Linked DNA regions of Rattus norvegicus: region 2 is linked to region 1. The links are chromatin contacts, called in public Hi-C maps. All regions are on one chromosome and are shown on one strand. The core of a region is the stretch at or near the end of the contact, and the rest is flanking DNA. Distances in the headings are between cores, read along the strand shown.

The links. Hi-C and Micro-C count contacts between places; a contact is called where the count stands out from the background.
Region 2: a Hi-C map of kidney shows a contact between it and region 1, with 5 times the contacts expected there. The contact joins two enhancer-like sites. A contact is called at or near these places in 4 of 12 Hi-C or Micro-C datasets (frontal cortex, hepatocytes, kidney and 1 more).

Annotation. Positions count from the first base shown.
Region 1 is chr8:30,226,807-30,233,650 of GRCr8, forward strand. The region is part of intron 13 of Bmper (BMP-binding endothelial regulator); the gene reads left to right. Among named protein-coding and RNA genes, the nearest start is that of Bmper, 220 kb to the left of the region's middle. Within about 2 kb of position 2,990, at least 6 of the 93 cell types and tissues checked have an H3K27ac peak or open chromatin away from gene starts, as enhancers often do.
Region 2 is chr8:31,308,306-31,315,629 of GRCr8, forward strand. No RefSeq gene overlaps it. Among named protein-coding and RNA genes, the nearest start is that of Dpy19l1, 15 kb to the left of the region's middle. Within about 2 kb of position 2,631, at least 17 of the 93 cell types and tissues checked have an H3K27ac peak or open chromatin away from gene starts, as enhancers often do.

The DNA.
Region 1 (6,844 bases), core at 1,740-4,239:
TTCTCTGATTGTCTTCCTAGGATCAGCTCCATTACTATACACTTATGATCTGTGGGAAGACAGAAAGCGGCTCCAGATCCTTAGCTTCACCTCTTCAACAGGGCACCCACCCCATTTCAGCCTTTGTGTAGACTTTCTCTCACCTTGAAACATTATGTTTCTCAGTTGGGACCTGTCTTCTCCCTCTCAAAGCTTTTCTTTGAGTCCTAATTTCCACCCCATGCCCCATCTCTCCTCCTGGGATCCTTTTGTTGTTCTGTCATGTTTCTCTTCAAACCATGACTCGAAGGTCCATAAGTCTATACTGGTTAGGAGGAAAAAAATTCTTCCTTTCTTTTTACCTGGGTAAACCTTCTTCCTTTTGGCACATCACTCAAACAAACCCTTGTCCTTGAAATCTTCCCTAACTTTTTCTACTCTCTGACACCATCCAAGAGTGTTCTATGGTTTTCTTGGACTCTGTGATTATATTGTGTTACTTATGATATACACCATCCTTGTCCTTCTTTTACAGTTTATTAGCACATTGTTAGCTTAGGGTAGGAGCCCTCTCATGTCGCCTTTGCCCCTTGCTTGGAGATTAGCACAATGCTCTGCTCAAGAGATTTGTTGAAAGGATAAATAAAAGGGAAGAAATTTGTACTCAGGTAAGACAACTCTAAGAGTTTTTGTTTGTGAGCCTAGACTTTAATGGCTGAGCTGCCTCTCTAGCCCTGGTGAGACATCTTTTAGCTGATAGATGTGAAGGGAATCAAGGTATAGGAATTAAAAAACAAGACAGGGTATTTCTGGAAGTTATCCCAAAAATTTTGTTTCTAAGTGGGACATTTTTATTTTGTGTCATGTATTTGAGGAAGATGTCATATGCAGTGTGAACTAGAATAGGATAATTCTATAATGCAGCATAAGGTAGAGCTGGAATAAATGGGATAGGTGGGAGCTACAGAACACATTTTCATTTAAAATATGAAAATATGAGAAGCCTTCCTGAGTGCTGGATGTGGTAATTGTCTATCATGGGAATGAGATTCCTAAAAAGACACTGAGCTCCCCATCTCAGACAGATGATACAGAGGGGCGACCATCTGTCAGGAGTGTTAGAGGCGGAACTGCTGCATGGAGTCTGTTCCTTCCTTAAGGTCTGACGAGACTCTGTGATTCTATAACCGTGTCATCCAGCCTGTGATGGGTCCTGAGAACCCTGAACAAAAGTGTGTGGCCATGATCATTACTGTTGAGACCTTCACTCTTTAGAAGAAGTATTAAGGACACCAAGGGAAAAAATATCTATAAAGAACAATCCTAATCTCATTGGAAAATCCTCTGTAAATTTTAGATCTTCTGCTTGTCAGAAGTTAGAGTTAGAGCTTAAAAATGAGGACTAGAAGAACAGTTGTGTTGTTGTCTCCCAATGTGAGTTAGGGAGACTTCACGCTATGCATTTTAGTTTGTTTCCTTTGGGTTCCTAAGGAGGAGAGAGGGATGCTGTGTGCGTGCGTGAGTGTGTGTGTGTGTGTGTGTGTGTGTGTGGATGTGTGTGTGTGGATGTGGATGTGTGTATACGTGTGTGTGTGTGTGTGTGTGTGTGTGTGTGTGTGCATTCTCATTCTGTAGAGGTATCGTATCTTCAGGCTTTCCTCATCTGTAGACGTCTGTAAATCTCATTCACTTCTGCTCTCTCTGATGGAAATTTACACAGGGCTTTTGTTATTCCTCTTTAACTACTGATGGTTATGTTGGTCTTGTCACACTGTCCTCTGAAAAAGCAAATTCTCATCTTCCTTGCACAGGACTTTTTATGTTTTTTTCTCTTCCTTTCTTTCTTCTTTCCTTCCTTGGGATTTGACACTAGCCACTAGTAGGATGGTGATTTTATTTCACCTCTTAGGGCTTTTCCCCTCTTCTTCAGTCCCCACCGCCACTACTCAGCCAGCTACCCAGTCTCCTCACCTATTTACCACCAACATCTCTTTCCTGTGCTTCTCCTCAGTCCCCACTTTACCACTCATTACGAGTGGGTGTGAATGATGCACTCAGGGAATAGGTCGTGAGTATGTACTCAGGGCTAGGGACTGCACAGAGTGGGGGAATTGGTGAACAAGGCTTGTCTGACCTGGAGCTCAAGTGGAACCAATCACATGAGGACACAGTTGCAGGTGTGATAAGAGGCATGCAGAGTATCAGAGGAAGTCTTGGGGTCACCTCATGTGGTAAGGGTATTCCAGAAGCCTTCTCTGAGAAATCTATTGGGCTGCTGTTGAAGAGGGGACAGGTTTTAACCAGAGGCAGCAGAAGAATAATCTAGGAATAGGATGGGCTATAGAACACAGAGGATGAAGTGCTGGACAGGCTTTGAATACACATTTTGCCACTTATTAGGGATGTGGACAACAGCAATATAGTTTTGGACAAGAGTTGAGGACTTTCAGACCTCTCCTAGTTGCTTCTGGAAGCGAGTTTTTCTTTCTACCTTTTGGGTCCTATCTAAGAGGCTGGCCCTGAGGCTAGTGGGTTATAATGTCTAATTTGCCGTTGGAACCTCTAGTGGATGATTTCCTTTACTTTGAGTTGAAAATGTCTGCTTCAGCACTGTGGGTTGGGTGGGGATAGGTTCTGGGATGAGCAGCTCTCTTTGGGTCCAGCCGACTGATTATCGTGGAGCATCCATGGCTGTCCAAAGCGCATGGTGTGAAAGACCTTTCCTTATGCAGTGAATGGATGTGAATACTGGTTTATTTTGGAGCCAAAAGACACAGAAGTCTTGATGAAAGGCTCCCAGCATCTGAAAAAGCTCATCCCAGCACCACATCCTCTGGGAACAGCCGCCACTGCTGCCGCCGCCGCCCTATTATTAAGGCACATGGTGGAGGATTTGTGCCTCTGCGGGTTGTGGGGCTTGGCAGACAGCCACTGCTTAATGTGAGAAAGGCCTATGGGAGGACCAGCCCTTTGAAGCAGAGGTGGGTGGCGGCTACTGCGTGTGGCTAGTGTGTGGCCAGGGATACTGCATGCCTTCTGTGTCTTTCCTCTCCCTCACTCCCGGAGCCCTTGGGCACACCCACACTGTTGCCAGAATGGTGAGAGTTGTGCTGTGATACGAGAGGCCAACCTCATGAAGCCCCTGAGAGTGGGGCAGAGGAACAGCACCCTGGAACCATAAAAAAGACAGCACCGTGCCCCATCTTGCCTGCCCTTGACTCAAGCAGGGGTAATGGCAAGTGGTTTCTGCCTTGCCTTGTCCCTCTCTAGCAACAGCTATAGCTCTTTTTTTTCCTCTTTTCATTAGAAATTAGCAGCATAGACCATATGTCTTGTTATATACTTGTCTGTGTGACTCAAAGTAAGTGATTTCATGAGAGGGAAGATATTGTGCCCAAGAGCACACAACTGGGTAAGTTGGTCTATATTCTCTCTCTCTCTCTCTCTCTCTCTCTCTCTCTCTCTCTCTCTCTCTCTCTCTCTCCCTCCCTCCCTCCCTTCTTCCCTCCCCCCTCTCTCCATCCATGTACCTGTCTATTCCTCACTCCAAAGGTGGTTACCATCCTGACCTACAGCCTCATCAGCAAACCTTATAAGTTACTGAACTTCATGTGTATTTATGCTAAGTGCAGACCCAGAAATGGAGTTGGTCAAGCATCAGGCACATAAATGTCTTTACTTTCTTCTTTATTGTGGTAACAGATTGTGCTTCTAATTATGTCACATTAAACAAGACATTTATCTTCCCTTTGTTTCTTTGTGCCCCACTCCAGTTTCCTTTCTTCTTTCTCCTGTTTTATTTGAAACAATTGCAGACCCACATTTAGTTGTATGAAAAAAAAAAAAAAAGAACAGAGAGAAACCAGTGTGTCTTTTACCCCACTTCTCACAAAGGTAGCATTTTCATTTTTTAATATTTATTTATTTATGTTTCAACAACATATAAAATAACATGTTTTCCTATGACATTAAAATTTTATGTGCACATGTGTATGTGTGCATGTGAGTGTGTGTGCCTGTTCATGCATGTGCAGGTGCTTGCTTATGTACCAGGTGTGGTACATTGTGAACAGAGAACAACTTTACTTCCCATTTTCAGGAATGTCAGCCACCTGTCATTGGCATGGAGCCCACTAATTAATTTAGACTAACTGGCCAGCAAGCAAGCCCCAGGGATCCTCCTGCTTCTCCAGCACTGAGATTATAAGAGCTCTCTACCATGCTGATAGTCTTATGTGAGTTCTGGGGGATGGACTCAGGCCCCTGTGTTTGTAAGGAAAAACCTTTACTGACTGAGCCCCTCCTTATGGAATCTTCATATATACTTGCATTGGTCGATCCTGCCCCCTCCCCCATCTCCCTGCCTGTATCCCTCCATTTTCAGGATTTCCTTTCCATGTTCATATCACGTGATATATCATTATATCACCCAAGCCTCTTATCCCTTTCTCATGGTCCCCTTTCTAGATTCATGTTATGTTACTCCACTTCTATTCCCACGAATACACATACATACAACTTAGAAACTTGTGTCCACATGTGCTGCTCTTCCAAGAGCTATAGGAAGAACTACAGGAGCTGCTGGTCTCTCCTCATCCCCTAGAACAAGAAGGCACTTGTTCTCAAACACTTGCCTAGCACCTTCTGGAGTCTAAGAGAAAGCATTCCCTTACATTTTGAACCCAGAACTCTTACCTGTCTCCTGGCCCTTTCACTTTCCCTGTTGTGTCAGAAAAATCTGTGGGGAGATGAGACTATGAGTTGAGTATCTATAGCAAGAATGCAATGATTTGCACCAATGAAATGAAGTCTCTGTAAAATCTCAAGCAGTTTAGGACGTGAGTGCTTCTAGACTGCTGGGTATGAGAAGGTGGGCCAGTGGGAGAGCAGGAAAGCTGTGCAGCCCTCCCCGGAAGGTGGTCCTGCTGGGCAGGACTGCTCCTACCCACCTATCCCCACACACATTTGGGGCTGTGGATCAATTCTCTTTGGCTGTCCATCTGGATACATCGTGATAGCCACCTTAATAGACGGGGCCAGAACTGAACTACACTAGAGGGCAGAGCTGAGACCTAGGTAGAGAAAGCTTCCCACACAGTGGCCAGAGTGTTGTGCTAAGCACATGGGAGTAGTGTGCCCGCCCACTCTGTCTTTCCTTCCTTCTATGATGGAGGATGTTTTTCTCGGGCTAGGCAGGTTGGAGTTAAGGATTTTTTTGTTGTTTGGTTGTCAAGCCAAAATACATAAAGCTCAATGCCTTGGCAAAACGAAATTTGCTTAAATGATAGAGTCTAAGCGTCTCCCACTCGTACAGCACTAACTCTGTCCTCTGGAGGAGTGAGACTCTGAGATTCCAAGCTCCCAGGTTTCTTGGCAGGCTCCAAGGGCAGACCCTTAGATTACAGGGCGTTCGTCGACTGGTCCTACAATTGTTCTACGGTGAGCATGACAGTGATGGATTGAACATGAATTTAAGAGAAAAGTGATTGATTTTCTTCCAGACAGCCATTTTTATGTGGTCCTTTATCATATACCCTCCAAGAAAGTGAGACTTCTGATTTAGAAGCAAATGTTGGAATAAAAATTTACTGCTACCAGGCATGCTTAACTTGTGACCACTAGAGGGGGGTAGTGACCAGGTTTTCCTGTCCCTGGCTGATGAGCGAGACCCTCCTTTAGCAAGCTATGCCAGGCCCTGCCAAGAGCAGCTCAAAGAGACATGGTGCGTTAACTCTGGGGGAGAGACAGCACAGCAAATGCCTACAGTCACTGTCAGCTTCTTCCTGGCACAGCCATACTTCATAGTTGAGTAAGGACAGCTCACTTTCCAAGATGTATTTCTTTCTTTTAAAATACTTGTTTGGCAGTTGCCAAACATTCTAATTACATCCAAACCCTTTTACCCGCTGGTAATCTCTTCCTTTCTTCCTAAACCCTTTATCCCTCCCAACTAGTCCCCAGCGGCTACACCATTCAAAAAGATGAGGCTCCCACCTGTAGCAACCATTTGCCATCCAGAGCTAATGACTTATGCCTAACTATATGACAGTTTTTACAGGGTGAGCATGCCTCCAACTCTGAACCTTCTGAGCACCGATGTGATGCCTCCAGAGGAATATTGCACAAATTCTGCACCTCACTGCATGCGATGGGTTTCAATTTAACCACAAGAGCATTAAGGGGGACGTAACTGTAGCTGTGTACACAAGGTCTATGTAAAGTGGAATTAATTTGTGTTTTAGACTTGGCTTTGGTGTCCAGAAATAATGCCTTATTATTTACACACACACACACACACACACACACACACACACACACATTTCAGAATTAACTGAAAAAATCTGAAATTTCCAGCATTCCTTGTCTCAATAATGTTGGATTAGAGTCTCTAGTCAGGGCATCTTTGACATCATAGCCTAAGAATGGGATAAAAATTAAACGTGCCAGCCTTAACTTCGGGGACCAGTGTCTTGATAGGACATGAGTCTGATATGTGACCTTATGAGGAAGGGGCACCTTTCAGGTTCCAGAATAAGCATGATGGTTGTTAAAAATCACAACTCTGATGGACAGACACATGTAGGACTTTTTTTTAAAATTCATATCCTTGGCTAAAAATAGAAGGCGCTATATAGGGCAAGGAAACTCTCCACAGGGAAGAGGGGACACGAAAAGGTAACGGGAGGGGAAACAGACACCCTGTGTTCCATGTACAGAATGGGGATGAAGAATGAGGCCAGCTAATGGCTGTGTAAGCACATGCACATGAGCAAAGTGCAAAGACATACATGTATGAAAGTTTAATAAAGAAGCCCACTATTTCATATGATCGCACCGATTCATTATAAAAGTTAAAGCAACAGTA
Region 2 (7,324 bases), core at 1,381-3,880, 1.1 Mb after region 1:
AGGGATAGGGGTTGCTAGGATGCCTGCAGAGATAAGCTTGGGGTATCTGGGGAGGACCCCAGGCTTCAGGATAAGGCCCAGATTTATTGTTGCTAAAGAGGTCAATTCTCCTCGACTGGGAATGTTCTTTGAAAGGTCACGTGACTCTTCATGAGGGAAGAAATCAGGGCTTCTCCAGGGACTCATGTGAGTGCTTCCTGAATACATTTGGTCCTCGGATGTACCACAGCAGTCACATGACTTTAGTGGCGTCATTTGGTGATACCCTGAAGGGAAGAAGGAAGGTCACAAATCTTGCCTTCCTATCCAGTCTCCAAAGCTTTGATAAAGTGGAATGGAGATTGGTCAGTCGCCCTGGGAAACCGAGATGGGCGCAAGTCGCCCTGGGAAGAGGGAACTCTGACTGCTCAGCTCTCAGTGCTTGTTTCCTCTGGTCTTCAGATTTCTTTCAGAAATCCACCCAAAATTATGGGTTTTTTTTTTTCATTTCAAGTGATAATGTCTGTGTGGAAATGCTAGGGCTTCAGCATTCAGTTCACATTCTTATATATCCACTTTCCCCCGGTCCTTTCTTACGTAGAATGCACTTGAAGATATTTCATTAAAAAGAAGAAATTATATGGGAGAAGTTTGTTTTCAAACATCAATGTAGCTCCTTTGGTTAGACTCCAAATGCTCACAATGAGCATAAGAGATACAAGTTCAACCAGCACATTAATTAATCATCTCAGCATTCTCAAGGCCTTGTTGGTTGGGAAATTCAATAGTTAAAAAAACAAACAAACAAACAACATTGATTTGTAACTTCAGGTCCCACTAGGGAATGGGCAGCACACTTGATTTTGAGGGTAAATAAGAAGAAAGCCTTGTCCTGCCCTAAAGTTTAGCTCAGCAACAAATTGTTGAAGACAGCAACCACCACAAATCCTAAGTGTCTGATGGACAGCACTGTTGTACTGGGGGAGCATTGAGTTTGGGCAAGCACTGGGCTCCAACTCAGAAAAGAGAAGTGGTGAGGCCAGCATGAGAGCAGGAGGGCGGGGTGCAGCGGGCTGTGAGAAGAGTGGGGAGAAAGAGGGAGGAGAAAGGAAGGACGGGGGTAGAATGTCCCTGACTTGATGAACTGTATGACAATTGAAAAGAGTATAGAACAACATGTTTACCTGTCTTATACAAATGCAATGGTTTCTGGTAACTATCCCAATGGCAACTAGCTTACTACCATTCTTGACTGAGCATAGCCTGCCCACCACTGAGATTGGGTGACAGATCTAAGAGCTTGATTTGGATCAAGGGCAAAGTCAGGCAAAAGCAAAGCTACTGACTGGCAATATTTCTGCCTCATTCAAGATGGCTTTATTGTGACAGTAAAGGGGGAAATACTATTTTTACGATCTGGATGATTATCTGTTCGCTAGTGCACTGTGAATGAGGAAGCTGTGAGTTTCGGGCTCAAAGCGATAGATAGGGCATAATACCAGTTGCGACTTAGTCTTCCTCCATCTTCTGTGTGGGCAGCATGGCAGTGTTCACCAGGCGAATCCCTCTGCCTCATCGGCTCAGCTATACCTCCACCCTCCACAGATCTATCACAAGTTGTCTGTTTGACTTAACGTAGGAGAAACTTAGATCCACTGGACTCTCTAACAGCCTATGTATCCTTTGATTATGAGGTTGTTTGGCTTGTCTCCTGGGTTCCTGGCAGCACTTCTCTCTGGCCCCCAGAAATGCATGCTGGAAGAAGCATGGAGACCAGCCTCCTAATCAAAGAGCAGCTAATCACAAATGAAATTGACAATTCCACCTGAGACAAGCACTTTTGGATCCCGTTGGTCACCATGCTAGAAAGTCCACAAAGAGAGACACTCCCTGTGGTAAGGAGAGGTGCTAGAGACCTTCAATGTACCAACCCCAGATGTGTTCTTCTTCCCAGCCCAAGCTCTGGACATTACAAATGGAAAAGTCCCCAAGAGAAGCCTAGTTCTAGACACTCATCAGCAAAACACCAAAACCTCCTGGCTAACTGTGCCAATTCACAAAGCAGTGTAAGTTGATAAATTCTTGCTTTTAAACCCGAGTCATTCTCTATGCTGTTGGCCTCTATGCTGTTGGCTATAAGAAAGTGACTTCCAGGATCACTCAGGAATTTTTTTTTTTTTAGCTGCTGGACTAAAATCAATTCATCCACTCACTGCAGAATTAGCCAGATGACTTCTGAGCCTTGGGAAGCATAGGAGGTTAAGGTATTATGCAAGCCTTCTGTCAGCCTAGCTCTCTCCTCCTTCAGTTGGCATCCAGGGGCAGCTCCTTCCCACCAGGATCATGCAGCGCAAACACACTGTTCTCCAGGAGCAGGCTTCAGGGCACTCTGGCTTTTCCTGGAATCTGACTGTGCGCAGGTGGCTCTGGCTTCTTTGAAAGGTGGCACCGAGCCTACCTACCGCCTGCTGTGATTTTCTTGCCTCCTCTCATAACTTGGTAGTCTGTTTGGGGTTGAGCACAGACAGCACTGCAGAGGGAGTCGTTCCCACCTGCCTACTCTGTTGCTTGCAAGGAAAGTGTGTGTACTGGGTGCGGGCTGGTGGTGTGGTCTAGCTTCTTTCCTGAGTTAACCATGCGCTATTAAGATCCTGAACTGTCATCTGCTTCCTGTGCTGTTTCTACTGCAGCTCTCTAAGGCTGCACTCCAGGGGATGGGAACACAGAATCCTGTTGAAAGGCTCCCCCTAGCGTACTGCAGCAAAGCACAGCGGCACTGTGCTCAAGGCCTAATGAACACATTCATTCAGAGACACATCCATAGATACATATAATATATCTTCTTTTGGTACTCACACGGTGCGTGAGCTAAGCCAATAATTATGTGTTAAGTTTTTAAGATGTCATTTTTTTCATTGTTTTTCTTTCATGAGCTCTATGGCCAGTTAAAAATGATCACTACTAAGTTTCTATTTGCTTTCTGAGTTTGTTTTACTCAAGATATTCTCCTATAGTACAGAAAAGAAGAAGTGGGGAGGGAGTAGAGAGTGGGGAAGGAGAGGAGGAAGGTGATAAGGAGAGGTAGAGGAGAGGAGAAGGGGGAAAGGAAACAGGAGAAACGTTTGGGAGTAGGGAAAGCTTCCCAGATGGTAAACCTAGGTTATTATCTTGCTTATAGACTAAAAAAATTCGGTTGCAGCTAATTAGGCAGTATACAGTCGTGAAGCTGACAGAGATGTGCATCGAGTACATTTTGCTAAGTCATCAAGGACAACAATTCACTAAGCAGTTTATAAGCACTTTATAAAGGGATACTATCCTTTTAGGATGCTTAAAGCTCTGTAAAGCCCTAGGGCAGAAGAAAACCATTTCAAAAGCTTGGTTGACTTTGCTTAGCCCCTCTCCCTGATTTTGTTTATATAAGAAAGTATCAGAGCTCCTGGAGCGACGTGTGGAAATCCTCTGAGGGACGAAGTGACTAGATGCCTGGTGAGTTTTCTCTGTCTCCGTGTCATGTCAGAAGCCCACAGTGGAGTACCAACATGCTTGCCCGTGGAAAGCCAGGGTCCTCCGGAACACTTTATAGGAAGAGCACCTTCCTAATACTCTCCTTAGAGATCCACTAGTTTCTAAGGGGCCTACGTATCCTGGGGACATGGGACGTACCTTGTGGCCTAACTGGTAACCCTGGAGTGTCACAATGGACACTTAGCCCTGAATAATCACTGTACCAACCCTGACTAGGTGATACCGGATGCCACCATGATCAAGTGAGGGCATTCCCTCCTCAGAAGAACTCTCTCTTAGTCCCAAGAGCAATGATATGATGCTGGTTGGTTTTTGCCAACATAACAGAAACTGGAACCATCTGGGAAGAGGGAACCTCAGTCAAGGAATTATCGCCATCTATTTGCCACACGGGCGTCTATGTGGACATTTTCTTTATTAAAGATGGCTGCGGAGGTCCAGCTCACTGCAGGCAGTGACACCCCTAGACAGCTAAAAGAAAGCAAGTGGAGCAAGCCACAGAGAGCAAGCCAGTAAGCAGGTTTCCCTGTGGTCTCTGCTTCAGTTCCTGCCTCCACGTTCCTGCCCCAAGCTCCTACTCTGGGTTCCACGGATGATGGCCCTGGAAGTGTAAGCTAAAATAGACTATTTCTTCCTCAAGTTGCTTTTGGTTTTAATATATATCACAGCGATAGAAAGCAAATCAAGACAAATAAATCCTGGCTTTCCTATTATGTACTTGCTGGTCCTGAAAGTGCTTCTTCTGCAGGGCCACTCTAACATCTTCATCCATCATGACTTTATTCAGAATCTGCTCTATGCCCAGCGAGGTGCCAAGAACAGACACTGTGGGGATAAATAAAGGAAGCAGAGGGATGACCTGATAAAGAATTTGAAGCTAACCAGGGAGATAAACGTACATGGGAAAATTAGAAGCTAGCTACAAGGACATCCGTAACCACACACCTTCCCTTCTCAGCATTGTTCGCTCACCCAGCCACATAGGTCACTTGCCACACGGCAAGTGTGTGTTTTGGCACATGTGCTAGCCATTTTCATAGACTGGGAGATCTTCCTAGACCTCACCAATGCTCTCTATGACCCTGCCTTTTGCTTCAGTCAGATCTCTCCGACTAAGGTGCCACCTCAGAGGTGGTCCGTGTCTTCAAACAGACCCTTCTCTTACTCCATGTCCTTGCCTTACTTGATTTCACTTTCATGTACCTCGTGACCATGTGTGCAACTCTCCACTTTATTTTATTGTGCTTTGACCAAACTTGCTGGACCAAAAACCTAATGGGGACAGGGATCATGCACACTTCACTTGCTGCAGTTTGGAATGGTACCCTCTGCAATGCAATTGCTATTTCCTGGAAATAGCAATTTCCAAGGAAACAGGGTCTGCAACTCATGGCACTTTATATATGCTAAATAGGATGGTGATAAAAAAACAATGGAATTTTCTACCTGCACATTTGAATTGCTGTTAGTTGCAGAGTCTCGTGTGTGGGTCTGAATTTACAAGTATCGTTTGCAGTGTGTGTTTGTGGGTATATCTGTATGGAGTGTTTGTGTTGCTGTCTGTGAATCAGCTCATCGTGGTACAGAGAAAGAACTCAGCCCTTATAGCCAGGTGACTCTCAATGCTCGGCCATTTGCTAATTATGATGACAATAAGTGTTTCTATCTTCTCTGAGTCTGGGTTTCATCATTTGTAATTTGGGAATAAGTGTACTTCATAGGTTTGTCATGAATCAGACGGTCTGGCTAAAACCCCTTACTAACAAAAGCTATTGTAAAGAAAAACTGATTTAGTAAGCATGTCCACCCCTCCCTTCTGCCTCTCCATTTTCATCTTCCTCTTGATAAAGGGTCTCACGCTCTATAGCCCAGGTTGCCTCAAACTCAAATCCTCCATCCTCAGTCTTCAAGCTGTAATTACTTGCAACAATTATTTAATTTAAAATTTTTAAATTAATTTAACACAAAAATTTTTAACTTCTTAAATTTAACACTAATTAAAAGTTTTAACTTACATATAATGTTGTTCACTCATTTTGAGTAAAAATACATTTACAAATCTACCCAACTGTGTAGAACTCTTTCCAAATGTTCTAAGTGCCCTATTTACTGTAATTCTTGCCCTCTGAACTCCTGTCATCCACTGACCTCATCATCCTTCCTATAATCTTCCCCAAGGTTTCGTGTTAGTAGATTCCCCACACACAGCTTTTGAGTCTCCCCCTTTAAACTTGGCCTAATAGGTTTGATGTGTGTTGGGCAGATCGACACCTTGCTGTGTTCTTTGACTTTCTTCTTCACTGTGTATCCATTCCCTGGTTAAAGTTCATCTCAGTAGCTTCCAGTTGTGGTGCAGATAAGCTGTCCGGTTCACCTGCAGAATGCTTCCCTGTCTGTGCATGTTTTCATTTATTTGGATGAGTACCTTCCATGAGATAACTGGTCAGAGCTGTGTTCGAGAGATGGTTACAGTGTGCTGCTGAACACTTTCCTCAATTACTAAGCCGGCTCTGAGTTCTACCTAGCATTCTATAGTGTTACATGTTTATATAAACTTTAGCATTCAAAATTACAGTTATGAATAACTTGGATTTGATTTGTATTGCCCTGATGACTGATGAGGCCAACTGTCTTTTCACATGTTTGCTACTGCATTTATATACAGATGCACGTGCACACATGGTGGCAGTAGCTATTTAAGTTTATGACATGTCTTAGAATCCTGTTGTTTCCAGTTTTGTTTAGATGGTGAGCACTTTACATATTCTGGCTACAAGTATTTTGGTATCTGCGTATTCTAAAAAAATTTTGTAGTAGTTCGACTTATCTTTGTTCTTTTGACATTAATTTTGCTGGGAAAATTCTCACTCTCTGACTAAATCCAATTTAAGAATTTTTCATGAATGCATCAGGTCTGGGGGTCATATATAAGGATTCTTTTAGCAGACCATGTGAAGCAATAATTTTCCTCATATGTTTGCTTACAAAACATCTAGCTTTAGACTTTAGCCCTATGATTCATCTTGACTCAAGTTGTTGAGATCCTCCTTTCTCCACTAAATTTCATGGACTATATAGTGTAGTATAGGGAAAACTGACATATTTTATACATCATATACATCATTATATGCATCTATATACATCATATAATCTATGAATATAATATATTTATTTATTAGGCTTTCTTTGACATTTATCATTATCATTATTATTATTATTATTATTATTATTATTATTATTATTTGATGATGATGATGATAATGATGACACAAGGTCTTATCATGTCCAAGCTGGCATCAAACTCATGAGGTAATAGAGAATGGCCTTGAACTGTCCTAATCATCCTGTCTCCATCCCTTCCCATCCTCCTATAAAGTCGTGGAATTACAAACATCTATTACTATAGCCCAACTGAGTCTTTAAACATCAGGACATAGGATTTTTAGCATCTAGAGCCTATGACGATATTTACTTTTAATAGGTTGTTTGGTAGTACTATTAGAAATAACATACTTGTAAAATCTTAATGTCATTTCTCTTTGGGAGTATGTGGAAATAAAACTAATTTTTATTGACATTTCGATCACTTTTAATTTTTTAGAATCTTTTCTTTGGATTTTACAGTATTATCTATGTAATCACATTGTCAGAGAAGAGTTTGAGGCGCTGAAGAAATGGCTCAGCACTTAGAAGCACTTGCTGCTTTTCCAGAGGTCTGGAGCGTGGTTGACAGCTCACAAGTGGCTCACAAATGACCGTGACTCCAGTTCTAGGGAATCCTCTGGCCTCCGCAGGCAGATGCACACAGTTGGCACAC